Linked DNA regions of Mus musculus: region 1 is linked to region 2. The links are chromatin contacts, called in public promoter capture Hi-C maps. All regions are on one chromosome and are shown on one strand. The core of a region is the stretch at or near the end of the contact, and the rest is flanking DNA. Distances in the headings are between cores, read along the strand shown. Region 1 has its middle 27 kb from the start of Gm25222. Region 2 holds the start of Slc33a1 (solute carrier family 33 (acetyl-CoA transporter), member 1).

Region 1 (4,679 bases), core at 655-3,154, 900 kb after region 2:
TATCTTTGTTTTATAGTACAGCACTATGGTAAAGTATATGCAACTGGCAGAAATATTGAAATATAGTAATTGGAAAATGACATATACTGAAGGAAAGGCTCAGCTTTTGCCCTGAATACCCATGACCCTCGAATCATTACCATCTCCCCTTTTGAATCTGAGTCCTGGTTATTGTCCAGGTCTGTTGCCATTTACCCTCTTGACTTATCTATACTTTAGCTCTGTGTCCACTCCTGAGAGTGTAACTTATTCACTCTAGTAAGCTTTCTTGCCTTGGCCTTGGGTAGTTCCTAGAACATCAATGCTTCCCTCTCCTGTGTTTTCTGGCCTTAGGCTGCCAGTGCCTATCCACCTCTCTCCTTCCTTTATAGCTTTGGGAGGGACCTCAACCATACATCAGTCACTATTGGTCACATCTGAGCTGTATCATCCAGCTCCCAACATTCCATAGAGTCTTTCGGTTTAGGAAGGAGAGTTGATATTTTCATGGAGCTCATTGTATAGCATGCTGGCCTCTCATCTATACTCTCTCTTTTCCCAGTCCACCCAATAGTCTCTTCTCCCAGCCTTCTTCACTACAGAATCATAAGTACTCTTAATTCTAGAAAATCAAACCTTCATTTCCCAGTCATGATCTTAGTATGACTGTCTCTTATACAATAAGTTATAACTCAGCCTTCTTGTTGTCTTGGTAAGAGTAGTCCTTGGGTTAGCAAGAGATATCTGCTTGGGTTGGGGGCTGGGACAGAGCAACAAGTCAGGAGAGTAAGGTTAGAAAGGAAAGGTCTGTGGGAACCACAGGAGATATAGGCAGGAAGGAAGGAAGACTGCAGCTGATGTTCTGTCGCAGCACTGTGGATAAGACTGGGCGGTTAGATTTGAAGGGGAGGAGGGCATGGTGAAGGTATTAGTAATCAGGCACCTCCACAGACAGCCCTAGAGGGTCAGATACAATAGGACACATAACCACTAGCTGTTAAGAGGCAACACATTAGCCAATAAGTTTGAACTGTAACCTTGCTAATGTAACCTGTGCCCCTAAAAAATTGTATAAAAATTGCGTGTAATTTCCATTTAGAGTAGCCTTCTAGTCTCTTACATTGAGAGACTAGCTGAAGGTCGACCCCCACCCCCTGGGAAATAAATCTCTTGCTTTTGCATCTGGAGAGAGAGAGAGAGAGAGAGAGAGAGAGAGAGAGAGAGAGAGAGAGAGAGAGAGAGAGAACATTCCCACTATCGCCTCCTGTGACATATGCTTCTCTTGAGCATGCACTATGTCCCCCGATAATAAGTCCCATTCTTCTTCCTTACTCCCTCCTCTCCTCCACCCAGAGATGGCCTCTGTATCCCTTCACCCCTCCCTTAAGAAACCTTCCACACGAGACCTGTTGCTTGGTGTGACTTTATGGATTCTGCACATAGAACAGAAGGTCTTTACTTGGCTTAACTGTCTCACCTGTTTCCCTGACCTACTCAGCTGTGTGTTCACAGAGACTGCCTGCTGGTGTTCAAAACTGAGATATGGGGGTGGGGAAGAAATCACCACCAAGACCTATAATCATCCCAATTTCAGTTCCCTAGGCACTAGCATAAAAACATAGTAACAGGCAATATATATCCATTAGAGCCTAACTACCACAGCAGGCTATCCATCTTGTGGATTGGGGATGGAGTCAGATAGTAAAAGGAGACCATAGCAGGTTTTTGCTACATAACTGGGGCACACTCAGGTGTTAAATTTGGGGGAGCTATAAAATGTGTGTGTCCTCCTTCAGCCTACTTGTTGCCTTGGCTGCCATGTTTAGGGGCTGGGAAAAAGCAAGAGCTGTGTTGGGAGGGGGTGTTAGAAGGGAAAGATCAGTGGGATCTAGAGGAGATGGGAGGAGGGGCAGCCTAGAATACTGCCACGGGTTCATCTGCAGACCTGGGGATAAGACTGGAGGACTGAATCTGGGGGAACAAAGGTAGAACTCCCATTTCGTAATGAATAAAGAATGGGATCACTGCTGATAACAGCTGAGAAGGGCTGTGGTCCAGCCTCTGGCATTTGAGTACTAGATGGAAAATTACCTCTGTCCTTCTCTTTGGAAGAGCCCCGTGTGTGTTCCTAAGCCTCGACTTCTCAGAGCTGGTTTCTTCCTCTGTAAAATATGGACAATGTATCTAGGTCAGACAGTAACCATGATTTCATTTGGTAAATTCACATTCTCAGATTCCCCAACCCTGAAAATTTAGTGGAACTCAAAAGAAAAATAGAGAGTTTTAGGAGCAAATTGAGCTACTTTAAAATGCTTAAAAGAATTCCCTTCACTTAAAAAGGGGGGAGGGAGGCTGGAGAGATGGCTCAGTGGTTAAGAGCACTGACTGCTCTTTCAGAGGTCCTAAGCTCAATTCCCAGCAACCACATGGTGGCTCACAACTATCTGTAACTGTAACTGATGCCCTATTCTGGTATGTCTGAAGACAGCTACAGTGTACTCATATACATAAAATAAATAAATAATTCTTTTAAAAAAAACTAAAAAAAAAAAGCTTTACTATTCATCTTTGCCGAGTATCTCCCCCTGGGCATAGTGTTATAAAATGTGAAAAGAGAAACCAGCCAAAGCAGAAGGATTTTATGCATTTCCTAGCACAACGAAGGAAGGAAAAAGGCCTATCTGGGATCTGGGACGATTATTCCAACATAATAGGAGACACCTGCCTCAGACTGGACAGCGGTTTCTTTTGAGAAAAGTAGCCTCAACAGCATTTACCTTTTCCAAAAAGTCACATGACTTTTTGTTGTGATGATCAAGGAGACCAAGGGCAGTTAGCAATTACTGACACACAAATTAAGCTCTCAGTTGCTATTATTTTCAGATGTCCAGGAACATCTGGATCATATTTGTAGTCTCTAAAAAAATAAATACCCTGTGACTAAGCAAGCATTCTGTTCTTAAGGACTAAGTTTACTCTTCTTATAATAAGCAAATCAATTAGCTTAGAAGAAAATGATGTGAACACTTCTTGGTCATTCCAGCCACCATCCATATCCACCTCTTCAGAGGGGATTTTTCATTCACCCTTCACTGCAACGCTCTACTACCCCACTCACCTTATCATTTGAAATTGTAGACAGGAGCCGGTTAATAACCAGATTAATTTCTAATAAATGTGCCACTTGGTGTTTTTTTGCCACCTAATATTGCATATGGCTACCTTGGCATGGGATAACCTAGTCTTATAGGACCACCATGGCATGCAATCCATGATTTGCCAAAAGGACACTATACAGTACATGCCTATAAGAACTGTCTTTATCTGGTTGGTTGGTTATTGCCAGTTTCTTCAACCAGGATTAAAATGCCTTTGCTATAATCATTGCTGTCTCTTTAGGAAGATTCAACAGCTACTCTAGGCAGACAAGTGTATGGTGAAGAAACGAATAAATCCTTAAGAAAATGTTCTTTTCAAAACCACGCTCTGTTTGCATCCCATTGTACAATGGGGATTTCAAACACAATTGATTCAGTCTGTTCTTATCTAAGAGAGACTATGGACTCACAGTTGTCATTCGTTTGCTCATTTGCCATCCAAAGACCTTTTATTTTGTTATACAGGTTAAGCAATACCAAAAGCCATCCTTTTTTCCTTTTCCTTTTCCTTTTCCTTTTCCTTTCCCTTTCCCTTTCCCTTTCCCTTTCCCTTTCCCTTCCCCTTCCCCTTCCCCTTCCCCTTCCCCTTTTCCTTTTCCTTTTCCTTTTCCTTTTCCTTTTCCTGTTCCTTTTCCTTTTCCTAAGTCCAAAATGGACTCTTTCAACAGGTCTACTCTTGGATTTCCTACTCAATATCAGATTAGAGCAGTTCCCTTCTATTTCTCATTTGGTAAGAGTTTGCCAGCATGTGTGAATGTAACTGTAAACAAATACTTTTGCTACACTGGACTGATCATGGGTGAATTCTGTTGGTCTGTATTATCAAATATTACACCATCTCTACACACCTGATGCAATTTGACTAAGCTATGATATTACATATCTTACATTATAAGATATTACATTTTTCATGGCTTATTGGACTTACCTGCTAATATAATGCTTTGTATTTGACATCTGCATTCTTGGGTAAAAGTGCCCAGCAACATCCTCTTCTCATGGTGTTCTTAGTATCTCTTGGTGCATTATAATCAAGCGTATGTTATCTCATAAATTAAAATGGAGTGATATTTTTTGTCTTGAAGGTTTTCACAGAATGAGTGTTGATTTTTCCCATACTGTTTGGTAAAATGCACTACTGAAGCCATTCAGACCCAGAATGTTTCTGAGCTTAGTGGGGAGGCAATCAGTAGATGATGATAATTGACTTCAGGGCTTCAGACAATTTGATGCTTGGCTATAATTCTTTAAAGGCTCAGTAATTGTAAACATCCATGCTTACTTACCAGACCCAGCATGCCTGATATAGCTGGCAAGAAATTAAAACAGGCTTGGGTTGAAGGGGCCACAGCAAGGCTGAGGCTGTGACAATTTTATTAAAAGCAATCAGAGTTTTTATACCCTTAGCAGAAACAGAATATGGTGGTAAATGCCAGGATCAATACAGTTGCAGTTGCCAGGATACTATAAGGTTTGCAAACTTTACAAGATTTATGTCTAAGACCAATTGTCCTGTCAAAATTCCCTGAGTCCTTGACTTCT
Region 2 (4,786 bases), core at 2,208-4,707:
AGGAAAAGCCACATCTGTCATCCTTCTGTCCTGTTCATTACTTACTCCTCGCTGTTTAAGGGTCTGTCTTTGCCTCTAGAGGTTCTTGGAAAACAAATGGAATGAGAGAAAAGGTTCAGAACTGTTATGAAGCTATAAAAAAGCAGTCAATATAACCAAGGTTGTTTCCTCCAGATCTTATCTCATCCCATCTTCCTGTTCTCAATTTGCTGTCTATAGAGCACTGCTTTTTAAATGTCCAAACCATTCCTCAGTATATTCCTTCTGTAGTATCCATAATTAATTACAGAATTACAATGTTTTTAAAAGGTTTATGTTCATGTGTACTAGTATTCTGCCTGAATGTAAGTACATGCACTCTGCATTCTTGGTGTCTGTGGAGGCCAGAAGAGGGTACTAAATCCCCTAAAACTGTAGTTACAGAAGGATGTAAGCCACCATATGAGTGCTGGGAACCAAACTTAAAACGTCTGCAAGAGCAACAAGACCTTTTATCAGCAGAACCATCCTCAAACCCTTGGCTGTTTTCTTTGTTTCAAGTTACGGTTTCCAATACACAGATTTTCTAGATACTGTTTTTATCTTCTCTTTAACTACCTAGGCAACGATATTTCCTTATGATTCCACATTCTTTAAATTCCTCAGAACCACTAGGTAGTTAAACTGGGCATGGTGGTGTACATAATTAACTATATGTGTCCTTAGGGAATAGAAGTCTAAGACCAGTCTAGACTCTTGTTGAAAACTAGGGGCTAGACAAAGGTCAATAATAGATTCCTAGCACTGAGAGAGGAAAAAAAGGAAAAAGTCCCACTGGTTAATAATGGGATTGAGACTTAGCACAGTAGAAGATGGCTTCCCTTTTATGTAGAAGTACTAGGTTCATTTCCCAGAACCAGGAACACACAAACAGAAACAGAATACACAGAATATAGTTATGTTATTACCAAATTACAGAAACCTCAAAACTAGTAATGTGGTTATGTGTAAGCATTAAAATTAAAAACTCTTTAACTTAAAATGTTTTAGACTAAATCATAAGTCAACTATGGATAGAAATTAATTAAAGTAAGCTATTTTAGAATCTTCTGGAGAACAAAGTTCAAATTCCAGTTATACCAAAAATAAATAAATAAAAAGAAAAAAAAATCACACCAGCTTACATAAAGGTTTAACTAATAATAAAGTCAACTGTTATCTCTACCATGGTCACTGGCCGGCTATTCTGGGCCTCAGCAATGTTCATCTCTACTGTTCCTAGTTTGCACAGACAGTCTTTATTTGCAGTAGGTCCTCAGAATCCTGCCACTTAGCCAATTCCAGAATGCTTATATTAAATACTCTTCCCATTCAGTAGATGGGTAAATGGGGACTACTTGTGAAATAAAGGTGGAAAAAGATTGAAAAGCAAGAAAACATTCACCAAAACACAAAAGAAAAAATGTGAACCATATGACCCACATTTTAAAATGTATACTTCTGTGTCAGGCAAATGTCCATGGATCTTTAATTCAGAAATTTTGTGATTCTATCGGTTGCTTTTTTCCTATTCACTAAAGAGTACTGATCAATATGACTGTGTTAATAGGCTGACATAAGGAATACTTGAAAGAAGCACACTTTAATAAAACAGAAAACATACTTAGGTATCTATCATATAAGTTCCCAGTAAAATTTAAAAAGCCAGCTGTAGTGGCACATGCTTGTAATATTAGCACTCGGGAGGGTGAAGCAGGACTGTGTCTCAAGCTGGATATATAGAGCCTTTTAAAAATCCTGTAAACAGAATTCAGAAAAAATTCAAAAGCAAGCAGAAGGACAAACATCAAATGGTTTCTCTTCTAGAAAGAATCTGGAAGGAAAAGAAAAATGTGTGTGTGAACTGTTTAAAGGAAGACGACTAGGAGGTAGATGTAGAGAACAAGGCTGTGTTATGGAAGTGATTGTGAGCAAAGTATGAAAATCTCATAATGGAATCCAATATTGTGTTAATTTGAAAGGGAAATGAAGTAAAATATCTTGTGCATCATTAAAAGTAAAAAATGTATGCAAACAAATGAGAGCTCCCATCTGATGTTTCATCAAAAGCATTCATAAGCATAAAATAAACCTAACAGTATAATAGTTTTAAGTACACTACCTGAAAGGGTAACGATTCCCCTGGGTTGAGGCTGAAACCGCAAGTATTTGTTACAAAAGTCAGCAGATTCAAGAGCCAAAAATAAAACATTGCCCAAAAAGTAGCCAGCTGTTTGGCCCACAGAATTGCATGTCGAAGCATAGCCCACGTTTTCCCGGGATAACATAGTTAATGCCCAACCATCCACAGCGATGTCCTGTGTGGCAGCCAGGAATTCAAACAAGAAGAATGTCACAGTGAGAGCAACTACATCCGGTGTTCTGCCATCAATATTTCCGAGCAAACGGTCCACTTGAGTGGATAAATATATCATGAAGATTCCTAGTGTATACTGAGTAGGGACAAGCCAGGACTTGCGACGACCAAAGTTCTTAAAGTAGACGGCATCAACCAAGGGAGCCCAGAGCAACTTAAGACTGAATGGCCAGAAGACAAAACTGAAGAAAGCCTGATCTGTATAGCTAACATTTTTGCTTTGCAAAATGAGGGGGATGCTCCCCGCCAGGCCTAAGGGAATGCCCTGAAGCACGTAAAGAAAGAGTAGTAACAAAATGCTACTTAGTTCGGATCTATAGCTCCGCGGGGCTTTAGGTAAGTCACCAGGGCCGGCATCACCTAGAAGAACTTCCCGGTCCCCCTCCCCGCCCACCGAGTCTCGGCGACTGTCATCCCAGCCGCCCGGTGGCAGCGGGCCACTCTTCATATCCAGAGCGTGGCTAAACATGCCTGACCGCCGCTGCCGACTGCTGTCCTTGTGGGAGATGGTCGGTGACATATCAGAGACGACGCAGAGCCCGGTGTGTGGGGGCCTGAGGCTGGCGTTTTGATCAGTCTAGTCCCAGGTCCAAGGCAGTCTCTCTGGACCCGGGTCACGGTGGTTCAACGCCGGGAGGGCGGACGCGGAGAGACTGGTCGCTGTTTTGCAGCAGGGAGCCAGATCCCTGGCAGGTGGCCCAGGCGAAGCCTGGGTCGCTGCCCACAGGAGCGACTTCAGGGAGCCGGCAAGAGCTCCCCGTGCAGCCGCACCCGGCTTGAGGCTGGCGGAGCGTGCCGTGGCGCTGCGACGGAGTCTGGCTCTTAACTGCAGCGGGGACTCGAACGCTCTCTTGCCCGTCCACCAGCTGACACTGCAGCGGGCACCCTCCTCAGTAGACACCAGAGGTAAAGGATAACTTCCTGCCTCGCGCTTCGGGAAGTGGTTCCCTGCCAAAATGGGTTCCGTGCCTCCCGACGGAGCCAGCGAATCAGAACAAGTTCCGGTGGCGGCGACCGCGAGCAACGTTTGCTAGGAACCATTAATTCCCTCGATTCTAACCCCGAGGGAGGAATAACGCCAGCGTACCGAGCGTCCAGGACGGAACGTCTTAACAAACCCGGTTCCGTTTGCGCATGCGCTTGCATGGAACTCGTGTGCCTCGGCCATTGGGCCCTCGTCGCCACGTGAGCGCGGGTTTTCTGGATTGGCCTAGGCCTTGGTGATAACATTGCACAAGGTCTGTAGGCGAGTTTGTACTTATTTAATTCAGTACATAACTTCCAGGCTTGTAGTTGGGTAATAATGCTGCTTTGTGAACCTGCAGTTACTAAGCTTTGGTGTCAGGTTGTGGGTCCTTTATGCCCGACTAAATGGAAACACTCCTACCTAATACACAGAACGAATAAGGCTGTCCATTTCCCCCAATGTCAAGGAAGAAATGTAGGGGAACGCTAGATACACAGAGTGAAGGAGGTAAATTTCAGTCTGCTGCATCTTATTTTTTTGCCAATGGAAACGTCTCGAAACCACCTTTCTCCTTTCATGTCATCCATGGTTATGCATTTTAAGTGCATAACGACGCACTTCTTCGAGTTTTGGTGAATCGTTGGAAGCTCTTAGAGCTTGAAATGTTGAGATACTAGATTTAGTATTTCAGTGATAACAAAGAAATAAGTTTTCCAAGAATTTTATTGGATTCATAATTGGCCAGTTTTTCAAATGCCATTTCAAGTGTAATAGTACATGCTTTCTTCATTAAAAACAAAAACAAACCATAAATTCCCTTGTGGATTTGCTGCCTTCCCACTTTTCTGATTTCTACAGCTTATTAACCACTTAGCTAATTTCCCATGTTCTCTTCTCATTTCTCCCTGGGTCCTTCCTTTTCCTCTCCTCCCCCTTCTCTCCAGCTCTTGTATGGTCATAGAAATGTGAGACTTTGCTTATTATTATTATTATTATTATTATTATTATTCGTCTTTCATTTTCATTGTATTGATACTGAGTCCTGGGTTACATAAGCTAGCATATGTACCCAGGCTGGTCTCAAACTTATGGCCATACTCCTGCCTTAACTTCTAGAGTCCTAGGATTCTATACATGAGCCACCACACCTAGTCTGATATACTTCAATGAAAGAACACAGTGACCATGAAGTCTTCTAATCTTTGTTAAAGAGAGGAACAGAGTTGGTTGTGGTGGTGCATGCTTGTAATCCAGACTAGTCTATAAAACGAGTTCCTGGCCATCCATGGATATATAGCAAGTCTCTGTCTCAAAAATTGGAGTGGAAAACAGTTTATAGTGTTATCTATGTGAGACCAAAAGTCTCTATTTTTTTCAACAGGATCTTACTGTATGGTCCTTACTGGCATGAAACTCACTCTGTA

Evidence for each region. Promoter capture Hi-C pulls out the DNA fragments that hold promoters and counts their contacts.
Region 1: a promoter capture Hi-C map of stem cell-derived epiblast-like cells shows a contact between it and region 2, with 5 times the contacts expected there. The contact joins the enhancer-like site here to the promoter of Slc33a1 in region 2. A contact is called at or near these places in 11 of 39 promoter capture datasets (the 3T3-L1 cell line, 3T3-L1-derived adipocytes, the C10 cell line and 6 more), 5 of 115 datasets of contacts at active chromatin or transcription factors (embryonic stem cells, forebrain, large pre-B cells and 1 more) and 1 of 9 other capture datasets (embryonic stem cells).

What each region holds. Positions count from the first base shown.
Region 1 is chr3:64,865,732-64,870,410 of GRCm38.p6, forward strand. No RefSeq gene overlaps it. Among named protein-coding and RNA genes, the nearest start is that of Gm25222, 27 kb to the right of the region's middle. Within about 2 kb of position 1,905, at least 2 of the 459 cell types and tissues checked have an H3K27ac peak or open chromatin away from gene starts, as enhancers often do.
Region 2 is chr3:63,961,276-63,966,061 of GRCm38.p6, forward strand. It overlaps Slc33a1 (solute carrier family 33 (acetyl-CoA transporter), member 1), which reads right to left and starts at 3,458. Exons shown (of 6, transcript NM_015728.5): 1 at 2,141-3,458. The coding sequence starts at 2,915. It also overlaps a transcript of Gmps not described here.